Linked DNA regions of Columba livia: region 2 is linked to region 1. Evidence: chromatin contacts called from public Hi-C data. All regions are on one chromosome and are shown on one strand. Each heading gives the region's core, a stretch centred on a gene start, on an enhancer-like site or on the middle of the called end of the contact. The rest is flanking DNA. Distances are from core to core; before and after follow the strand shown.

Region 1 (7,819 bases), core at 3,557-6,056:
TGGTAAATGGGCATTTGACTGAGAAAAATAGAACTGAGACATTCTTGAGACTTCATGCTCTTCCTTCTCCCTTTGTTGCTCTAAAGAGGTGCATTTTTGGCAGCTGGTGGAAAAAAAATCAGGTGAAGTTATACTGGGTACTCGCTGTTCCTCATACTAAGAAAAAGCTGAAGTAGTGTTCTGGTCAGTCTTCTTAATGAGGCTTGATAAAGAAATGCCAGGATGATTGGATGCTACTGTTTCATTCATCCTGGAAATGAATACCATGTAAGACTGTTTAAATAACATGATCTAACCATTCTTCTCTCTGGTGCATGTATATTTGTACTTTGTCATGGATCTTGTGGAACTTGCAGTTAGCAGGTTTTAATTAGCGGTATGTATTTACCAGCCAGGGTGCTTTAATTTAAATGCTTCAGCTAATGAAGATTGTGATGGCAACTTTTTGAGTAGAGTGAACTAGCAAGGTTGCAAAGATAGGAAAAAAATTACTGAACATGTTTAGGGGCTCAGGCTGGATTTGAGTTACAGAATTTTCAGAAGTGAAAATTTTTGGAACTTTTTTTCAAGGCTTCATCTCTGCCTTTGAAATTAATGGGCCTCTTTGATATCTGTGCAGAATTGTCATATTCTAGATGCAGCACTAAAAACTGAGCTCCATATAGATGAGCCTCACCTTTCTAGTAGGTGCCTACTGAGTCTGAACTTCAGTTTTCATTAAAAGTTACTACAGTTTTGTAGACCTGTTACATTTCAAATTGTGAATTATTAATAATCTCTTTATGGAATTAGAGAACAACGGTTGACTTCAAAGCTTCAGCAGTGCTTGCGACACAGGTGTAGTACTTGATAATGTGCATCCATATTAATCAAATGTTAAGAGATTCTACCTTTAAAATGGAGTACCAGATGTATTATTTATGGTGTGAGATATTCTGCTGCACTAACAACTTAGTTCTGATTATAGATTAACTATTTTGCACAGTAATTTTTATAGCCTGGCAGTAAATATGAACTCTTGTCTTTTTTTTTCTTCTTTCCCCTTCCCTATTTGATAGGCTCAGCCTTTGAGGAAAGAACCTGAGATTATCACTGTAACACTAAAAAAACAAAATGGAATGGGCCTGAGTATTGTTGCTGCCAAGGTATGGAAGTCAGTTTGTGTGTTACTGAAAAAAGGTGTTTTTTAAATCAGCCTATTGTGGAAAATGTTAATGGAAAGATCTATTTGCCTTAGGTTTGCTGTGCACATCATGTTGATCATACTTCTGTTCTGGCTGGAAAGTGTTTCTGCCCTGACTTGCCCAAATTGTGGGTGTATGCTGCTCCTAGTAGTACTACATAGTAATGTATAGAATGCATATATAACTGCAACCACCAGATGGAGGACTCCACTAGTTGGTTGATTTTGCTTTATTGACTGGATCATGTAGCAGACATAATCTTTGAATTTTAAGCTTGTTATAGATGATGCAAAAGTCCTTGTTGTAATCATGTGGTGTACAACAGAGCACAAGTCCTTCCTAATGTCTCCTCACTGTGTAGCACATGAAACTTCAGAATGCTGTGTTCTTCCTTGGCACTGAGTGCATGAGCTGAAAACATGATTGTTTTACTGCTTTTAAGTTATCTCACGTAGTTAATTACTTCTAAACAGTGCTATTTTTTTCTACAACTTTGCTCATTTCATAGGCTGTTCTTGAAACAGTAATCTTGCATGGTATCAGCTTTTAAAATTTATTTTTGACACATGTAGAGGAATACCAAGTGTCAGGTGTATGTTGCTAACAACCAGCAGTTATTCAGGAAACTATTCAGGATCTGAAAAATGTAACTCAGTATTCTGCTCTTACTTAGGTCGAGTGGGTTAATAATTTAAGAAGCAAATATTAGATCTTGAGATACACCAGATTAAATACTAAATACCTCTGATTGCCATCTGCATTTCTCTTAAGTGTTTCAAAATGTGCAGTGGATTTTTTTTTTTCCACTTTAAACTGTGAAATCTGATTTCTCATTTAGGCAGAAGCAGGATATAACAGAGGGAAAGGTTCCCTTTTTGCTGGAGCTGGCTGGCTTCTGCATGTGGTTTTAACAGCTGACACTCTTGATGTCCATTAGCAGTATGTAACAGTGCTGCTGGTCAGTGTGTAAGCTTGATTTGAATTGTTTTTTAGAAGTTATTTAACCAAGTTAATGATTTCTTCAACATGATCAGTGATGGAAGCAGCAGTCCGCATCTCAGCACAGTTACAGAAGCGCGCACTGGTTCAAGCAGTAATTGCATTTCATCTTGCTGCTATGCACCTGCTGCAATAATGGAATTCTGATTTTTTTTAAAACAATCACATCTTTAATCTTGATCTGAAATAAGCAAGAGGCAGATTTCTGTTTCAGTTTAAGAATATGTTGAAGAGAAACTTTTGCTTAATTTGAAGTCAGCAGTATGTTCATTGGATACCAATAGTCATCTTGCATTAAGTGTTGAAACAAGTTGCTGTAGTAGTTAAATAAATTTTCAAGGAGTTATTTCAAGGGGTCCAAAGTTGCTTATTGTAAGTAATGAATAGCATGTGTTTCCTGTAGTAGGTTTCATAAAAACAGCAGAGTAAGGAAGAATACACAGGCATTAATTTTCTCAAGTCTGGCCAGGGCAGAGCAGATTAGAGAATGAGTATGACTGAGAAGCTAGCAATAGTGGGTGGGTTTTTTTCTTTCTGTTCCTGTCTCCTTGACTTCTACTAATAATTTTTCTGACATGTCTCAGGTCATGTATCTTTTACCAGCATAAGAATTAAAATTCTTATTTTTTTCCTTTGGCTGAGGAAAATGGAGGAAGTAAATACAGTACACCGTTTGCTAAAGTTTTTTAAACTCTAACTGAATAGCTGAAATGAGAGGGAGAGGCAAGTGTGAGAATAGATTTAGGTTTTTCTGACGTTTAGATAGTAAAAGGTTGTCTATCAAATGCTTGCATGGAAGTACCTTATAGTTGAAGAAATGAAAGCTCATATTCAGTTTCAGAAATACAGAATATTGCTACCATGCACAGGATCACAGTTTGATTGCTGACCCAATTGCATTTATTGAACTATTGGTTTCTAGAGAGCTTCAAAAGTGCTGTAATAAAAGAAAACGCAGTGGCTGGCTGACAGGAGGCTCTGCTCCAACCAGTGAAAGGCAACCCTGAAACTGTTCAGCTTTGGTTAGCAAAACAGTTGGTTTTTTTCCCCTGTGAGGTGACAAAATAGTTGCGCTCAGTAACAGGCTGTGAGCAGCCCTTGCATGTTGGTGCTGGCCTTGCCTTTCTCATTAAGTCTTAACAGGCTCCTCCTACATGTCACTGGCTTTGGATGAAGTTGGTTAATGTGTGGGTGGGTGATACTCTAGAGCTGGATGAAATGGGCAGGTTCTCAGACATTGTAAAGAAAAATAATTCTTGCTGGTTGCTTTTCTTCTTTTACCCATTGTAAAAAAATCTACATTTTCCTAGTAAGCTGTGCTCATGTCTGAGGAAACATCTACCAAATTTATCATTTGATAATTCTTTAAGATTGTATTAGTTTGCAGGGGGTTGTAGATAAATAAAGTCTATGCTAATTAAGAGTTTTAATGGGGAAATTAGATACCATACCTTAACCGCTTCAGCTCCAAATGTTTTTAATCGCCAAGCGATTGTTACACCTTCTCTGCTGCGATCAAAGAAGATGATTGGAGTTGAAGCTCAAGTTACACAAGCAGGCAAGTGATGCAACTTTCAGTGAAATGCTGTGCATCTGCTTATTCTTATGATAGATGGTTTCAATTTGTGATACTAGGTGATTTTAAATACATTGGCTTTAATGTCAAAACAAACCAAAACCAAAGGAGGTGAGTCAAGGAGTAATATGAAAGGGTTAGGTCCCTGGGGAACCCTGTATTTGATCCTCTTTCTGCCTAATGACAGATAAAAGGTTTAAGTGCATTGCTTCTAATTAAATAAAATATGAGTAGCTGTGAAATAGGAGTTTACAGGCCTGCCAGGAGTGCTGCAGGGAGCAGCAATGATGCATCACCTGCCTCGCCTGACTTTGCTGTGCGGGTGTTTTCCAAGGCAAGACGGCCCCTTTGAGCAACCATGTCGTAAGCATGTACGCTGGATACATACATGTCAGAGAAAACAAGTTTAGTTATGAAACAACTGTTAGCTGCCAGAGCACTGTAGGCAGCGTTGTGCTTGTTTGGGTTTTGTGTGGGTTGTTTAAATGGGGGAAATACCTAGCAGCATTTCTTAAACTGAATACACTGATTTTTATTTAAAGTTAAATTGTATAGCTTCGGATGTGATCCAAAAAGGTAACTTGTTGTTCTGCCCTTTCGTAGGTGTTGCATGTTTTCTTACAGTAACACTCCTGTAGCTTTATTAGCAGTAGCTTTTGTAATAGGTATATGGAAATGTAGCTGGTAGGAGTGGTCGGGCATCGGGAACAGTATTGCCTTTGGAGGTTGTGTGCAGAATTTGGTTACTCTAACCCTGAGAGATGTTTTGATGTTAAAAGCTGCCTGACTCCCAACCACATTGCGGTTAAGTTTTTATGAAATCCAGATGATTTGGAAGCAGCGTGTGCATGCAGTTTACTTTAAAAATATATCGCTTTTTGGGGGCTTTCGCATGTGACTTCTGAGCCATCTGTGGGCCAGCACATTACTTCCTGTTTAATTTGGAGGATTTTTGTCTTTTGCACAAAAGGGCGTTTTTTTTTTTTTTCCCTAGCAGTTTTCAAAGGTTAATAAAGCCTCTAAAGTACATGGAAGTCAGAACAGCATAACTGATTACGTAAGAGTCTGAATATTGTATTGGTTATAGCTGGTGTTGATAAACGCTAACACTGTGTCATAGCATCCAGCTCCGAGTTATCTTGATGGGTATCTTGGAAAACCCAGCAGACTAGCGTGGTAGTTGCTGTTGAGGGCTGAAAGAGAAGTGGAGAATTGTTTTTTTTCTTTCAAGGATCTGTAGTCCCGGAGATCAAAATGTGGTTTTCTGTTGTTGGAAGAACAGAATCCATGGTAAGTCTGTTCAGGTTTCTGTTGGGGCTGTTTTTCTCTGAAGTTTTAAATACTATCCCTGTACTTTCTCCTGCTCTCTTGCTTGTTTAAACTTGCCAGTAGTTATTTGTTCGCGTAGCAACAATGTAATACAGCATGCGGTTAAATATAGTCAGATATTAGCAGCTAACTTTCTAAAATCTAGAAAGAAAAAACTAATTTTTTTAGCTCGTTCTTCATATGCACTTCTGAAATTCGTGGAAGTGACTATTAATATTTAAAGTTTCAGGTGTGATAACTACTGTTTTACTGTGGCAGAGCATGAATAGCATGACCTGTGATCTGTTTACTTGTCACATTAGTTGGCTTTAATCCAGGTTCCTCTAAAAGTCCGTTTTCCCCTTATAAAGTCTTAGTAGAATAATTAAAACTGACATCCCAAACAGTATATATAGGATTTGCAATCCTCTCTAGACCCTTCTGAAAAGACCAAAACATGCAAATACATTGCAGTTAGGATATCTTATGTTCAACACACTCACAGAATAGAGCATTTAAATTTTGTTTAGATTGCTACTGCACAAAAAGAATTCTCGTGTTCTGCAAGAATGATAGAGCAGGTTTTGTTGATTAATCTTCACTGGCTGGTTAAATTCATTAGTATGCTACGATTTATTTCTTTAAAGTATGGCACGCTTCTAGTTCTGGCTCAGTCATCTTCTATTAGTATAACAGAAAAAGTTTCCTTAAATATATACAAGCACCTTAAAATACAGAGTGTATTTTCTGAGGTTTTTTAACAGATGGTCAGATTAAATATTTTCATAGCGCTTGCTAGGAAGCATTTCGAACACCGGGTGTGAAAGTTCATCAATTAATATTCTGGGGAAGGGGCTTATGTACCTAAAACAAGTGTGTGGCATCTTAACCATAAATAACTTGTATTATTTGGCAACCTTGTTTGTTCTTAAGGTTTAATTATATCATTCTATATTGCTTTATTTCTAAACTGTTCCTAGTCATTTTATATTTAACAGTGAATTTAAGGTCTTACATTTAAGGAGGTTTTGAGACTACCAGGAGTATCAATTTCAATGTGAAATTTTTCTGAAAGTTTATTCTACAAATACCATGTAGGTGATCTATGTAGAAGGAACAGGCTTAAACTTCTTTTCTTTTTTTTCCCAAAATTGAAAATTAGTTTTATAGTTAATTATACTGATAACATAATACACAGATTTGATTCTCTCCACTCAGCATTTGCAAATATAGACAGTTGATGGGATTATTTTAACTGTTGGTTAGCTCTGAACTTGTATTCCAGGTTTCAAGATTTCTTAAGATTTCAGATACCTCAGTATTTGAAGTCTGCTTGTGTCTGTGCTTTCTAAGTGTTGAAGAAAAAATTTTGCCCTTTCCCCCCAACTTGAATTAATTGAAGAGTTTGAGTTAGAAGATTTAGAAGTTGGTTTTGTTTTGTTTTTAATGTTTGATACTAATTTGCATTGGCAGTCTAAACTACTGACGCTGCCTTAACAGACTTCTTAGGAGGATCTTAAAGTAAAAACTTAGTATTTAATTGCCATTTCCAGCACAGACTTCTAAGTTTTGCAGGAATAAGATAGTATGTGGGTTCCTAGTTCAGTCTTCATCATGAACAAATAAGTAGCTGTGTGTTTAACAATTTGCCTTTTACTTGTTGATTCATAACTTCCAACGGGGTATTTGGTTAAATTTTGGTACCTTGTAGATGTTCTATAAAATTTTACTAACGCTTTCATATGCTGTGTAAAAAATAAACTTTATGCCAGCACAGCATGATTTTTCTTCTCACTAGCTGTGAGACCGGAGCCCTACTCAAGTAAAGTGTTTGTCTTCTTCATTCGTTTGTATTTAGATTGATGCTGCAAACGGGTCACCAGACTTTTGTATTGAATGCCTTTTGGAACAAAGCGGGTTTTAAACTTCATGTGCCTGTTCCTCCTAGCACTAATACCTTCTGTACGCAGGTACTTGCTAGCAAGCCTGCAAAAGTTACAGTGCACATAGGCTTTAGCTGGAGTTCCTCTACCGGACTTCATTCGACTTTGGCATTCAAATAATTTCCAAAATTCCGTTTAAGTACATGTTAATTAATAGAGCTTTTAAATTTTAAGGTTTTTTCTCCTATTAAAGAAGAAGACTTTCAGAAATGTAGACTTTTTCCTGTATGAATAATGTTCTTGATTGGAGTACAAATTTAGGTGCTTAATAATACTCGTTAGTGTATAGATAGATACTGGATTAAGTTGTATCCGTCTGAAACTGCAGAGCACCATTATGTGGAAGATGTTGCTGTGGTTTTTTTTCGGTTGTAGTTTTTCCTTCGCCATAGAGCCAAGACTCATTTCTTCAAAAAAAGTGCAGAGATATAGGTTTGTTGTTTTTTTTTCCAAAATAGATTTCCTAGTATGTCTTGCCTGTGAAATCCTATCTGCAGACCTGGTTAAGCTGAGACATCGGTTCCAAGTTGCCTTAACGGGGAAGAGCATCACAGAATCTGCGATAAAACTTGTAGACTGGCATATAACTGAATAAACCTTAGTGTGTCACTACTCACAGAATATCTATAGCAAACGTAAATTAAAAAGTTAACCCTTATTTGGGGAAATAGAGCTCAATCAGTATATTTTCCTTGAGCTCAATGAAAGATTTTTCCTTTAAAATGAAAAGAGAAGTGGAATCAAACAGGCTCATGTATTTAATTCATATTGTTAAAAATTAAGAGTGCCTTTATGCGTTTGTAGAATGT
Region 2 (7,819 bases), core at 2,948-5,447, 96 kb after region 1:
GCAGAAACAGCTCTCCCTGTGTCATGGTTTTCATTGCAGGGTGACAATAAAACCGTGGCAGATGTATTGTTAACCACCTCTCTCCTCACTTCCCCCCTTAGCACCCCTCTTCCCACTGAGGACAGGCGATTGGGAGGGAAAGAAGGACAGAGAAAAGAGAGTTGGAAAAACTAAAAATGTTTTACTAATACTACCAATAAAAATAGAGAAAATAAGACAAAATATACAAAACCAACCTTGAAAGTCCCAGCAACTGCTCCAGCAGATGTAGGGCTGGCACCCGAAGTCCTGGACTGGACTCTAAAGCCAACCAGAGCTGGATTCAGTCTGTCACTAGGCCTCAGTTTGCAGGGACGACAAGCAAGGTCCTCTCCTAATGTCGACCACAAGCAAAAGGGAAAGGGGTGAGATCCTTGTGATCTCCCACTTTTATATGAAGTATTCACGTGAATGGGATGGAACACTTAATTGGTCATTTTTTGGTCACCTGTTTCTCATTGCCCCTCTCGCGGGATGTACATCCATCCTTATCAATGACCTCATATTCCATTGCTCTGTCTACCAAAACATGTATCTGGCTTTCAGGAAAATGCAGCTAATTCGAAGGCTTTAGCTGACAGGCAAATTCACTAAAAGAGAAACTTGTTTTTAACAAAACCAGGATACCCTGCTGTCACTGTGCAATGTGGAGTTTTATTTTTTATCCATGCACCCCTAGCATGAAGAGAAATTGTACCTGAAGCCTTGTGGGAACCTGCCTGGAGTTAGAGCAGCAGCTCTGAGTCTGCAGGACAGCATCAACAAAGCAGGACAAGGGTGGTGGCAGCAGCACCTTAAAGGTGTTGGGTTGTCTGAAAGCTCAGCCGATACAATGTCCTTCAACAGCTCGTACCTTCCTCTGTTTATTCTGAAAACAGGATAAAAACAGCATCATGGCTGTAAAGCTGTCCCATGCTAGCCCTGTATTCTTCAGCAGTAGTTCTGCTTTGGATCTCAAAGTGGTTTGTGTGGAAGCAGATTGGAAAGTAACGGTTTGTTGCCTCTCTATTATTTGCAGTCCAAATGTTAAACAAAATTGTACCCACAGCAAATCCTGCTGCTCATCCCCTGCTGCAGGATGTGGCCAGCTGAATGCCAGTGCTGGCAGCCAGGCTGGGCTGGGACTGGTCGGAGTAGAGTCGCTCCAAAAGTAGGCCCCATGTCCATTCTCCCAGCCTCAAGGCATTTCCTAGGCATGAGCTTAGATCTAGAGGTTGAAAACCACACGTGTATTGGGGCTCTCTTTATTGCCCTTCTGGCATGGGCCCTTTGAGCAGTCCTATTGCCAAATTTACCTTTCAGCCAGGTAGGCTGGGAAGAGTTCATTGTTTTTATTATTACAAGCTGTGAGCCTTATGCAAAGGTGTGACTTGGGGAGCTGGGGCTTTAAAAGAAATCGTAGTATACTGCAACACCTGCAAGAAATGAGATCAAATCTAACAGCACTAATACTGTCCACCTGGCCCCAGGTGCCTCACCTGCCTTAATGCACCCACTATCATGACTGGCATGTCCTTCTTGACCATACCAAGAATGGGAGCTCCCAAAAACACATCTTGTAATCCACCAGCACTTTAACAGAGGGATTATGGGAGCCCTCTGCTCATGTCTGACTAGAAGGACCATAGGTAGAAGCTCTCCATTAGCCACAGAAAGATCACATAGGCAGAAACCCTCCCTGATCCCAGTAAGAGCCACATGTGCCAGAGGAGAGGATGGGGGCATTGCCCATGTTGCTGGTCCTGCAAACACAGAGACCTCAGGAGCCAGGTCAGAAGACGCTACAGACAAAAGCCAGGCTGGCTTCCCGGGCTCTCTCCATACATACAGAGAGCCACTTAACCCTAAATATAGGAATGCAGCCCACAAACCAGACAAGAAAGATTTCAATACCACTGCCAGGAACAACAACAAACTGCACCACAGTCTTCATTTGCAGTGGTGGGTAAGGGCAGATGCCTCAGAAGAGGGTAAAAAGCCTCCTCGTTCTCATCCCCCGAAGTTACACATTGAGGAGAGAAAAGTACCTGGCTTCCTACAGTGTGTATTTTTGCTCGGGGATCTTCATCCCAATAGCCAGAGCTGTTTTCAATGCACTCGGGCCTGAGACGGTTTGTAGGGGAGGATAACCCCAAAGACTGCAGCCAGCAGAAGAGCAGGGAGGAGGTGCCTCGAGGCAACCCTTCCAGTCTGAACCCTCTCCGTTAGACAGTGAGCCACATTCAAAGCTTCCTTTTCTAAAAGGGTGAGGAACGCAGCTGTGGGAATCGGTCACTGTTGCCACAGTTATCAGACAACTCGGACTATTTGTCAGTCAGTCATAGCAAGGAGGCTGAGTAGTTTCTGCGGCTAATGCAAACTAATTTTCCCTATACTGAATGCCCTGCTGTCGCTAAAGTGTTCAGTGGTATTTTCCATGCGGTGGGTTAAGACGTAAGTCCTCTAGCACATGTCATATCCAATTATCTCATTGTGTATTGGGAACAGTAGTGATTGAAGAAAGAAAAATAAAGATTGGTATAAATATATTTATGAGATTTAAAATGAAAATGTGAGGCTAATATTTCCAGGAATAAAAATAAAGCAGAATTTCAAAATACCACAGCTATGCTCTTCAATAGCCTATATTCAGTTGCCCCTGCAGTCTACCAGGAAGGATAAATATGACTTTTGCTCATTACATCTCTGTGGTAGAACAACAGACTTCCAACTCAAGGCTTGCTATTCACATCTCTACTAAATACACTCTCCTCCTTCCAGGGCCAAGTTCAGGGTTCAAAATGACAGATTCAGCCAGTACCTGGCTGACCGGCATTGCAAAACTGCAGCATGGCCATGGGCTGGAGTGCGTCCCCAAACACATGCCAGTAAAGGAGGGGTGAGAACTAATTTGAGTGGGTTTACTTTATAAAACGTTGTTGAGTCATGAAGGTGGAGCTGGCCTGTGAGAAGCAGCAACAGGCAAGTGATTGCAAATGTGCTAATGTCATTAAAAATTCAGGATGGAATTCAAAGTTCAGTATGTGTGATTTCCTGGGCGTGGTTGCAGAAATACTCAGTGATGCTGCTCTGACACCTGCAGAGGTTCTGTGGAAAGGCTGCTTGTCCCAAGGGGGGGCAGCTCGTCAATGAAAGGAAAACTGCTTTCACTGAGTGGTACCCAAGGCTCGTCTACACCCATCCTGTCTCCATCAGTGCCCCGTGCACAATACCAAAGCAAACTACAGGCACGGAGCCATGCTGCCTCAACTACAGCTTCCCACATTACAGACCTTCTTGCCTCTGGGACTTCCCATGGCAGAGGTATAGCGAATTAAGTTAAGTTTCCTTACATAAACTGACTTGTTAACTTTTTTTTTTTTTTTTTTTTGAGCTGATGTCAACATTTCACACCTAGAGCACCCTGTGTCAAGGACTCCCAGAAGCTAAGGCACAGCAGCTTAGTCCCCAGTGTCGTTCGGGTTCACACCCTCCATGCGGAAACCAGACACGCTGCCCTCAGGCCGGAGCGATGCTGCCCCGGGGCCCTGGGAACACTTAAAGCACTTTTTGCGCAGGACTTGGTGGGCCCGCGGCGGCCCACTGACCCACTGACCGCTTCGGGCTCCACTCGCTCGACTACCGCCTGCTCGGAGGATTTGGCCAGCGTGGACCGCCCGGGCTGCTCCCGTTCCCCAGCCGGCCGCTTGTCCGTGCCCGGGGACAGCGGGCGGCTCGGTCTCCGGCGGTGTGCCGACAGAAGCTACCCAAGGTGTTTCCGCTGCCCCGGGGGACGCGGCCCCGGCACCACTCGGGTTCTCCGGCAGCTCTGCGTGAGGCCGCTCAGTGCAGCGGGTACCGGCGGCGAGAGGAGGCAGCGAGGGGCACCCGGCTGCCAGCACTCGGCCGCGGCCCGCCCGGAGGCTGGAGTACCGGCCGTGGGGCAGCAGCCGCCGCGCTCCTCGGGCGCCGCCCCGCGCCCTGGCCCGGCACTGCGGCCCCCCGGCCCGGCCCGGGCCCGGCCCCGCAAGCGGCGGGCGGGGAGCAACGTGTCGTCCCGCGCGTCTGCCTCCGGCTCCCGCCCCACAGGGGCCACTAAGCCCCCTGTGGGAAAGGGGCGCGGGTGGCCTGCGGGCGGGGGGCCCGCGGTTAACAGCGGGGAGAGGAGCGGTGCCGGGCGTAAGGGCGAGAGCAGCAGCCGGCGAGGTGGGCAGGGCTGGGGCCAGGACCCGCTCGGCCACTGCCAGCCGCACCCGGGCACCTTTCCGTGCCTCGGCTCGCCGCGCTGCCGCCGAGGGCCCGGCAGCAGCGGCGAGGAGACAGGTGTGTTCTCGCCCTTCTCCCTCCGAGCTGCTGGGCCTCCAGGAGCGGCATGACGGCCGGGGACGGCCTTGGGCATCATCCCCCTGGGAAGACGCCCACAGCTGGGGCAGGCTTCATAGCGAGGGCTCTGAGGTACCGGTGAAGGCACCTGTAGGGGCACAGGAGACTGGGGTCATCGAGACCAACCATAACCTAGCTCTATCACTAAACCATATCCCTAAGAACCTCATCTATATGCCTTTTAAACACCTCCAGGGACAGTGACTTCACCACTTCCCTGGGCAGCCTATTCTGCTTCACAACCCCTTTCTGTGGAGAAATTTTTCCTGATATCCAATCTGAACCTCTCCTAGAGCAACTTGAGGCCATTTCCTCTTATCCTATCGCTTGCTACTCATGAGAAGTGTTCAGGCTCTTAGAAAACTGTGTCAGCCTTCAGTGTCTGAGACCTCACTGCCAAGAGCTCCATTGAGAAACTGCTCTCATTTCACCCAAAATACCTGTGGCGGTTTAAAACACCCCCTTCCCCATCAGCAGCAGCACACTCCTTCAGTCCTTACCTCCAAGTAGCTCCTGCAGTTGGCATGCCTCAACACAGATCTGGTGCAGCAACTTCTCCCCCATCCCACACCATCACTTTACTGAGCCCACACAGGGTTTGCTGGTACCACGAAGTCCCATCTTCAGAGACAGATTCATTGTGCATATTCTGGTCAGCAGCAATCCACCCTAGCAGGCAAGAAGGTGCTATTACTTGCCAAGCAACAAAACAAAGAGAAAGGACAAAGCCCTTCACAGTTAGGTAACTTAATACTTGCCTAATATCTAATTTTACTTGTACAGAAAGCTCCATGTGTAACCAAACCTCTTCCTTCCAGCATCACCAAACCAGAGCTGGATGAGTCGTCAAAGCCCTTGAAAATTTATATACTCAAAACACAACAGGTAGTAGACAGAATTATGAAGTACAGGAGGGGAAGTCGTAAGAATAGAGGCAATGCTACAATATCAAAGTACATTAAAAAAATAAAATTAACACTAGTTTAGTAGTGCATAATGTATCCAGAGAAGAGGGGGGGAAAAAATACATATGCAAGGGAACCTCAGTCAGCAAGCTTCTTTGAGAAGAGATGTGAGTAGTTATACTATGGCACCTCTTTGTAGATTTATGTCCTCAAAAAAACCCAGAACTTTCCTCTATCCATGCCAGACACCAGGCCAGCAGGCTAGGCGACTTAGGGCAGAGAGCTCTTCAGCAGCACTTGGTAACACATGGGCTGGTGCGCCCATCCTCCTGGCCCCTGGGAAGATGCTGACAGGATCTCTCTACACCCTTGGGAGTTCGCATGCTCAGTTTTCTGGACTAGCCGCCACAAGCAGCTTAACTTGTCTTTTCAGTTAGATTCAGCTCCCATTAGTGTTCCCACTGACTCCAACCTGCTCAACTGGGTCCGCAATATCTGACAGAGGCCCCTTTGGCATCGTGCTCCTCAGAGTGGCAGGGAAGAAAAGGAGCTGTTCCAGTCACTACTCATATGGATTAGAGTATGGCAGCAAATTACTTTCTACAACCTACCTGTCTGGAATGGAAGATGTCACTGACATGCTCCTCTTGGAGGAATGAAAATTATACAGATAAACAATTATATTTTTCTATCCATACTTTATTGCAGGTGTACATATAGTTATTTATATCTCATTTTAAACATGAAATTCCTTTCATGGAAAGGAGAAACTTTTACCATTAAAATAGAGTGATTATACCATGAATATTTTACAAATATGTACAAATATTGGCAACTAGGTTCTAACATCAGCTGATAAATGCTTACACATTACCCTCTACCAAACTAGTCAAAACTAAAAATAACAAAAGACCTTCTAAATCCAAACAAAAAAATAAATCTATTACTAGCAGGAAGAGGTTTTTTTTTTCATATGAATACAAAAACTTGCATAATAGGTATTCACAGTGCTTGTAAGATATTCATTCTCAGTCTACACACAAAAATGTCCAGTCTCCCCTTGATGTGCACATGTAACTCACAGTACTGGAGGGAGCTGCATAGACCAAGAGGACAGTCAGACCAGGAGAGTTTACCTATCCCACCAGCCGTGAATAAATACAAGAAACCTCCTTGTGTATACAAGGCAGTGGATGCTCACGCAAGACCCAATTACACTGTTTTCAAGCATCGGTGTATTTTTTAACTGGAGACAGCAGGATTACAGCATTTCACCAAATCCACTGGATGCTTGGTAGCTGCAAAAAGAAAATACCAAGCTGCTTGGTGGCAATATACACTTTAGTAAGGTTGTTAGGCTGAAGCACGAATGAACGTGATTGTCTTTGAGACAAGAGCGCATGGATGTGAGCATGTGGTGCACGTGTGTGTTTTATGACACTTTTCCAAACTATACCCACTTAACTTTGAGCTTTTTCCCTGTTAACAACCATTGCCAGAATGGGTAACTGTATATCTGCATGGATGGGAGAGCAACACTTTAGTGGGGCCACCATTCCAGATGCCTCCCTCACCTTTTCCCTGGACAGATGGGCATTACTGCAGTAAGAGCCATCCCTACAGCTCCATGGTGGCTGCAAGAACAAGGCTGCTCTTTGCAGCACAGCCTCTGGCCTCCCAGACCTTGGTCATGCCAGTCTCCCACAGCTTGTGGCCAAACAGGCCCCACGTAACAGGGAAAGACCAAGAGCGGGAGGCTTGACTGGAGCAGCCAGATGTTCTTTACCCATTTAGATCCATTTAGCAGACTTTATTTTGGATGCAGTAAACATACGTCAAGGACTCTGTAAAGGCATTTTGGCTTCACTTGGAAGAAAGGAGAGCAGGCTACAGTGAACACATAGCTCCTAATTGTTCATTACAAAAAGAAAGAACAGTGTGATCAAAGAGGGCATGGTCAATTAAGTCATGGCTACGTTGAGTTTGAGCCCATCATTCGTTCGTCAAACACACAGCTAGGCTTTGGTGCTGGATTCACCTCAGAGGACATACAGCTACTGATGCCAGTTCAGTAAATGCAGATGCACCTGCACGCCCTATCTCTACACCACACTCACTTGCACTGAAACAGCGAGATGACAGACTCCACAGATTTGCTATTTTAACAGCTTACGGGAACACAGTTTACCAGATAGCTACTAAGCCTGCAAGCCCACTGTCAAACCAACAGCTCAAACCCTCCTCGTCATGGTTTGGCTTCTTTCCTTTCCCGAATTTGGCTATCTTCAGCTTTTGGGTGATCGACACAGCACAACACACACTTCCTCAACCAGCAGAATAGCATCCGTCTGCTTCTAGAGTTTGCCAAGAAATGATTAGCTTTTACCTGCAAGGTTATAAAAAGCTGGGCGCAGGTTATACACACCTGTAAGTAAAAGCTTCCCAAATGCTGGGAATTGGTGAGGGGAGGAGGTACTGGGGGAAGATAAATAAGGAAATCAAACTTAAATTTA

The links. Hi-C and Micro-C count contacts between places; a contact is called where the count stands out from the background.
Region 2: a contact with region 1 is called in a Hi-C map of liver, with 2.9 times the contacts expected there. The contact joins two enhancer-like sites. A contact is called at or near these places in 2 of 2 Hi-C or Micro-C datasets (crop and liver).

Annotation. Positions count from the first base shown.
Region 1 is chr3:74,620,120-74,627,938 of bColLiv1.pat.W.v2, forward strand. AFDN (afadin, adherens junction formation factor) reads left to right here. Exons shown (of 33, transcript XM_065057666.1): 22 at 1,059-1,145. Among named protein-coding and RNA genes, the nearest start is that of KIF25, 41 kb to the right of the region's middle. Within about 2 kb of position 4,807, at least 1 of the 3 cell types and tissues checked has an H3K27ac peak away from gene starts, as active enhancers do.
Region 2 is chr3:74,716,729-74,724,547 of bColLiv1.pat.W.v2, forward strand. It overlaps FRMD1 (FERM domain containing 1), which reads right to left. Exons shown (of 13, transcript XM_065057675.1): 13 at 5,985-7,819. Among named protein-coding and RNA genes, the nearest start is that of FRMD1, 46 kb to the right of the region's middle. Within about 2 kb of position 4,198, at least 1 of the 3 cell types and tissues checked has an H3K27ac peak away from gene starts, as active enhancers do.